Regions from separate parts of the Arachis hypogaea genome. Here region 2 is linked to region 1. A link is a contact called in public Hi-C data. All regions are on one chromosome and are shown on one strand. Each heading gives the region's core, a stretch centred on a gene start, on an enhancer-like site or on the middle of the called end of the contact. The rest is flanking DNA. Distances are from core to core; before and after follow the strand shown.

Region 1 (3,697 bases), core at 83-2,582:
AATATATTCTAACAGTCACTACACCAGAGGCTCTCATGGCATAGATCAATTCCACAATTTCTACCTTTGAGTATACATGCATCACTGCAACCCTCAACGGGTCCATGAGCTTCACTGCGGTTCTCGTTAGAGTCGAAGGAGGGAGGATATTGAAAAAGACGGTGCTGAAGTCACCAGGACTGAGAGGAGAAGAAGTTGGTGGTGCGACGAAGGAGTTAATAGGAAAGACGTTGGAAAAGTTTGTTGTCGTCGCCGGCGGTGAAGATAATAAAAGGAGTAGTGCACTTGCGACGGTAGAGAAAAAGAACGAGGAAGTAGAGAGAGGTGGTGGTGATGAGAGGGAGGGAGAAGGATACGGTGGAGACGGTGGTAGTGGTGGTGGTGGTGATGGTGGTGAGGGAGATTTAGTATTAATTTTTAGAAGTCCAACATGAGAAGCGACAGTGAGAGGAACTGACAAGAGTTTGAGAAGCTGACAGTTAATAATGAAAATAAAGGTTGTAATTAAATTGAATAAAATAAAAAGAAAAAGATAAAGAAAATTATGAAAAAATTTCTATCGTAAAAATTATAACAAAAAGATCCCATTAAAATAAAATATTAAGAAAAGGATAGATATGTATTTGACTTTTTAATCCATAGATATTTAAGTTTTTGAGAATTTAAAAATACATTTAAATTTTTGATATTTTAAAAATGTGGACATATCAATCTCTCATGTAGTCATGTTCACTTTGATTTGTTAAATCTAATGAAAAAATTAAATGTGATACCCGTTATACTGATCTGGTTGATACGGGTGCTCACGTAAGAGAGTTTTTAAAATAGGACAAATTAGACCCAGAGATCGATATATCCAAATTTTGAAGAGAAAAAATCAGGAATGAATTTATCAATTTTCCTAAAATATTTTGTTTTAGTCAATCTAACTTACCAATAAGCAAAATCACTTTTGGGCATTTTACCGATACAAATAGATGCGGCTCACTAAATTTGTGCCTCACTATATTAAAGAATGAATCCTCTCTATTTTTTTTTAATAATTAAGGGAGTAAAGTGTAATTTTTTATTATTAATTTTATAAATAGATTAAAAAAATGAAAAAATGTATAATAAAAAATTAAAAATCATATTTTACTCTCTCAATTTTTTTTAACAATTGAGAGGATAATGATATAGGTGGCTTTCACCAAAGGCTTACAACTGAAAACTCTTTCTTGTTGTAGTGTAGATATCCTGTTCTTTTTTTTTTTTTTTCCCTCGAACTGAAGAACTCTTCATTGTTAATAGGCTCAAATTGCCCAAACCAAAGCCACAAAAGGTACGATAATTGAGTGATTGCAATTCATTGGTTAACCCCTTGGACTTTTCTGACTTTATTTTGCTACCTGGGGACAATATGGGTTAAGGCCTAATACTCACGGGTTTTAAAAACTTTTTCACACATGCAATGGGCCGAATAAATAAACCGATGCATATCATGCATCATTTTATCATTTCTCTCAGGAAACTCTGCATATTACTTTCGTTTTCAAAAGATATTTCGTATAGAATAAAGTATATGTTGCGTTAAGAATTGAATATTAACTTGTTATGATAATATAATTGATATTTTATATTTTAACTTATTTTTTATGAGCAATGTAAAAATTTATTAAAAAGCAATCAAGGAACACAATAAAACAATTTATAATTCGTACAATACAACTCATGATTAACAATTATATGTAAAAATTCGATTGTCCTTTATTTGAAAAGTTATTGCACATTGCAATCAAGATAAATAAAAAAGATATTTATATTCAATTAATGACTATCTCCTTGACGGGTGCAATGACTAATACAACAAAATAAAAAAAATAATTCTTCAATTGAAGAAGAGATCGATCAAACTGCTATATATGAAGAAATCAACCATGAAAGAAGCAATAATTCGAAATACAAACACAGCTTTTGCTAATGTAGTTTTATTCCTTGATATTATATGGTTCAATTTTTTTTATTATTTAAAATTAAGTTCATCACATTGAGAGATACACAAAATAAAAAAAGTTAATCCACACAAAAATTATTTATAGTTTTGTTTAAGTGATTGTGTTCGAAAGCATATTGAGTTTAGAGTGTAATTGGTTTCACTTATCTAAGTTAGATTAGCATCTAAAAGTTATTAAGTTTGAATTATTTTAGGTGAATTATAAGAATATTAATGGTAATCAGTAATTAAAAAAATGGGAGATTAAATCTTAACTCTTTTTTGTTGAGTATTTTTTTTGTCTTTTTAGATAATTTCAGGAGACATTTTTATTTTTATTTTTCATAACTAGTTAAGAGACTTTTTCTGTTTGTCTTGTAATCAGTTAGGAGATGTTTTTTAATTTTATCTTCTATGTAACAAAAACAGAAATGGAGTTGAAGAGAGAGAGAGAGAAAGAGAATCACACCCAAAAATATCATAGTTCAGCTACTAGGTGCAATGCAACCTACATCCAATCTCCATCACAACAGTGAAAGAATTTCACTATAATTTGATTACATACACCAATTCTTCCCTAGGAACTACCCATTCCTATCTGAGATAAGTCTAGATTCTATCCCCAAAACTGAACTTGACTTGGACAACTGTCAAACTTTCAATTGCTAAGTGCTAACCTAACTTACAAGGAAATCCCCACAAGATTATGAAACATAACATAGATGTACAAAAGAACTCTTAGACATCTATGGCTTTTTCTTTAATTTTGCTCTCTCTGTCTTTTTCTTCTCACTAGCTTTTTCTTGCAAACCTCACTCTATTTATCTTTTTCACCATGAGACTCAGACAAATAAAATTAAAGAAAAGAAAACTAAATGAAACACATTGAAGGAGAAGAACTTCTGTTAGTTTAGGGTAGCTATGAGAACTCTATGCTTACTCTCCTTGTTTCAACCCTTGGCCGTTCACTCTTATTATAGAAGGGAAAATTTCCAAAGTTGAAACCAGTTCAACCAAGCCATCTTCTTCTTCTTCAATATAAAGGCCAGTTTGGACGGAGAGAAGAGAGAGGGAAAATCGAAAGCAAATCAACATGCATGTACCTCTCTCTCATCTCTTCCTATTAAACTTCATCAATCTGAGCCTTCCATCTTGACTTTGTCTCCAAAAAAGAATTCTGACTCTTGATGAACTCTTGATCCTTGACGACTCCATCTGTTCCATTTTTGCTTCTTCCTCCACGTAGCTACAATAGCTACCTTCTGTCTTGGATGAACAAAAGTGGAAACGAGTTTCACCACAGAGATCTTCGTCTCTGACCGAGATCGATTGCTTCTACTTTTGGCATGAAGATCTTGAAACTTCTTCTTCACATCTTGCCTTTAGTGGAAAAAATCTTAAACACGCCATGCTTTAAATCTTCTTTTCTCAAAGACCATTTTTACCCTTGTCTTTTTCCTTCTTCATAGTTTTTTTGCTTTTCTGATAACTTCTTCTTTCTTTCTTTTTGTATGACATGAATGTATGCAAAGAGAGAGAGGATAGAGAAGAGAGAAAAAGCTTTGGATGCAATGAACGAAATTAAAACAAATTAAATCTCACTTTCATTTCCCTATATACAGTAACGTGTGGAGCAGTAAATGCTATCAAATCACTTTTAATTTATTTATTTTTGTTACTAAGGCAAGTAATTAAATCAATTGAATTTTGAATTCTATTCCACAA
Region 2 (3,500 bases), core at 233-2,732, 37 kb before region 1:
CATCCCATTGCTAGAGTGTCCATGTGTGTCAGGGTAAAAGAAGGTACATGCCAGAACCACATAACAAGTGAGCGTTGTGACCAGCTGCAACAATCCCCTAATGGAAACACAAACAAATGTAAGTCTTTTCTTCTTCTTTTTGCCACTTCTAACATAGGCTAATATGCAAAACACTTAAAACACAAAATGCCTCCACCAACCCAAAAAAAGAAAATGAAAGATATGTAAAAGCAGACAACATTTTTTTTTCTTCTGATAATTTCCTTTGGTTTTGTTTCAGTTAGCAGACAATAACAGTTACAATCATCTTCCCAAAGAAATGAAAATTACAACCAAATGCAATTACAGCTCACAGTAGCATAGCACTTATAAAGGAACAACTATTCTATTCTCTGCATGAGCTTCGTGTATCAAGCGTTAGATTAGTAGCAGGCAGCATATAATGCCAAAAACTAATAAATTAAATATATCAAACACAAATATAAACATAGGGAATAAAGAAGTACAGAAAAGGCATGAAGCAATAAATTAGAATTCAGGGTTGCATGCTACAAGTAGAAAATACAAGCAACCCTATCAGGACCGTTGAGTTAAGAGGATACAAAATTTACCATACTGGAACCAACCAATCATCTATATTTAAACATAAGATCAGCATCAGTTGGCGAAAAATAAAAAGCGCCGAAAGAGGGGTATCAATTGCTTAAAACAGAGCACTCTAGGTACCAGAAAGCACCAACTCAACTATTAAAGTAAGAAAAACCATCAGTGAATAGGTGGCACCAAAAATAGAATAAGGCAATAAGTAGACAAATAAACGAGAAGAGAAAAACAGAATCATGAGGTTCCAAAACGGGGAAAGTTTGGAAATTTATTGAAAATAGAAAGCAATGAGTGAGAAAGTAGGAGAAGAGATAGAGATAGAGATAGAGATAGTACCTGTGGGGGAACATGGAGAGTGTTGGAAGAAGATGAGTGAAATGAAGGAGATGATTAGGGTTTGGGAGTTGATGATGATGAAGGAGGAGGAGAGAGAATAGAAGACATAGAAGTGAATAGGAACAGTGCGCTTAGAAAGAAAGCAAGAAAGAAAGAAAGAAGAGGGAAGAAGAGAAAATGAAAGTGTGAGCTCTGAAAGGCAATTAAAAAATCATGAACACCCTCAAACCCCAGACACAACTCTCAATTTTGCAGACACCATAGTAGACTGTAAATTAAAAAACAAACCCCGAGGTTAAATTTCTTTTTTCTCTTTTCCTTTTTTGTTGACAAAGAAAAACAAAAGATGTTTATATAAAATATCATTTTTCATGGAAAACATAGAGAGTATATTTGATATTGTTGTTGAAAACTAAAAATTATTATTTTTCAATACAAATTTTCTCTTTTGTATCCTTAACAACGTGTTCGGCTGCTCGTTGGATGGGTGGTCGGTTGTATGGCTAGGTGTGAGTAACGGTGTGATGTTAAAAATTTGGATTTGGGTGTGAATTTAGCGAAGAGTGCGGTTATTATTGTCGATAAGTTGGCAGGTGCGGTCATTTGTTAAAATATTTTAATGTTAAAATAAATGTCTGTATAATGAGATAGTTAATTAGCGTAAAAAAATGACGTACTTAAAAGAGAAATAGGCATCTCCTCTCTTTATCTGTACTTATCGGATCTTTTCGTTTAGACCCGTATCTAGAAGTATCCATCAGCTGTCTTGACTTTCACTAAGAGATGGCATCACTTAAAATGCGTTGGTTAGCTCGGATGAATTGAAAATTTGTCGACTTTAAAAGTAAATCGAGTGGACTTCCAATATTTATTAGACTGGACCATAAAACAATGTAATTAATACAATTATATTAATTATATATAAAATTTTAATTATTAAATCACTCTTTCATATAAAATATACAAAATTTTGTTGAGGTATTGGAATGGAGATTGAGAGATTGAAACTCAGTATCATGTTTATTGGTCTAGAAATTGGTACTAAAATTTCAGTCTTTATCTCTAAAAGTTTAATATTTCAATACTTCCAAAAAGTGAAGACACAGGAGACTAAAATTTTTAGGATAGAGACTAAAACTTTAATAATATTTTATACCTAAAATATCCTCATTTCAATTAATTAATTCCAACTTTACTTTTTGTGCAAATTAAATTAGAATTTTATTCTTATTTTATTGGACTTTGTTAAGTAAATAATGATTTTTGTGAGCAATGTGACTTCACATATTTCTAGCGATTCACATGGCATTATCAAATGATACAAGTCTTGGATAAGAATCTATAATGCACTAGAACGACCTTGTTGACGATCCTTTACTCCGACAGCATCTAGGGTTTCTCGAACAATGTGATATCTCACACCGGGTAAATCCTTAACCTTTCTCCCTCTTACTAAGACTACAGAATATTCTTGTAAATTATGGCCAATACTGGGTATATAAGCAGTGATTTCAAATTCAGAGGTTAAGCGTACTCTGGCAACTTTACGTAAGGCAGAGTTTTGTTTTTTGGGAGTGATAGTGGAAAAGTTGACTTTTAGATGTGTCGATATCAACGATGACTCATTATTTTGATGAAAAATTTCTTCGGAGAGAAGAAGATTATGTAAACACTTAGACTCTAAAATTGACTCAATAAATTAAAAACAAACTACACCCTAAATTATCCACCTAAATCTTAATATTAGAATAATCATCCGTATATCTAGTAAATTGAACATTCAATATATCTATTATTCACATTGTTTAATATTTTTATTGTATACCTATACTTTTTCTATTTAATTTTTTGTCTTTTATTTTACACTAAATATAATACCGAGACTTATTTCCGTCTCTATTTCTCCATTTATATTTCTCTTCTAAATACTACTAAATGAATAAACATTTTTATAATCAAGTCCATAATCAAATTTTATTATTCTCTGATAAATATCATAATATAGATCAATTCTCATTTTATTTAGAGCGATAATCCATACACACATTTATCTGAATTTTGTTATGCTGGTGAGTCATTGAATTAAGTTGGTTAAATTTAATTACTAAAAAACTTAGCCATTTATGTCATTCAAAAATATATATTATAATAAAAATATATATTAAAAATAAATTAAAATATATATATATAATTGTTATTACTATTTTATACGTGTACACATAACATTTTTTGTTATTAACATAATCACTTAATTTTATTTTCTTCAAATTTGATTAATTATCTAATTTTAAATATTCAGAGATTATGAAAATGAAGATTATCAAAAAGGATTTTAAAGACGTTTGCTAATAATATGTTAAATAATTTTATTAATAAATTAATATTTTTTTATCAATAATCAGCCAATAAAGAACTTTAAAAAAATGTTGGCTGAAACAGATTTTTTACATTAGTAGCTTACTAATGTTATGATTTAAAAAAATATATATACTTCTAACATTTAATTTTATTTAATGTTGTCTTTAATATTTTTTATTTATATCATAATTATCTTTTGACTT

The links. Hi-C and Micro-C count contacts between places; a contact is called where the count stands out from the background.
Region 2: a contact with region 1 is called in a Hi-C map of leaf, with 2.2 times the contacts expected there. The contact joins the promoter of LOC112800599 here to the enhancer-like site in region 1. A contact is called at or near these places in 3 of 8 Hi-C or Micro-C datasets (all in leaf).

The regions. Positions count from the first base shown.
Region 1 is chr5:8,727,391-8,731,087 of arahy.Tifrunner.gnm2.J5K5, reverse strand. No RefSeq gene overlaps it. Among protein-coding and RNA genes, the nearest start is that of LOC112803227, 27 kb to the left of the region's middle. Within about 2 kb of position 1,332, at least 2 of the 3 cell types and tissues checked have open chromatin away from gene starts, as enhancers often do.
Region 2 is chr5:8,764,941-8,768,440 of arahy.Tifrunner.gnm2.J5K5, reverse strand. LOC112800599 reads right to left here and starts at 1,482. Exons shown (of 3, transcript XM_025842932.3): 1 at 940-1,482; 2 at 1-97. The coding sequence starts at 953.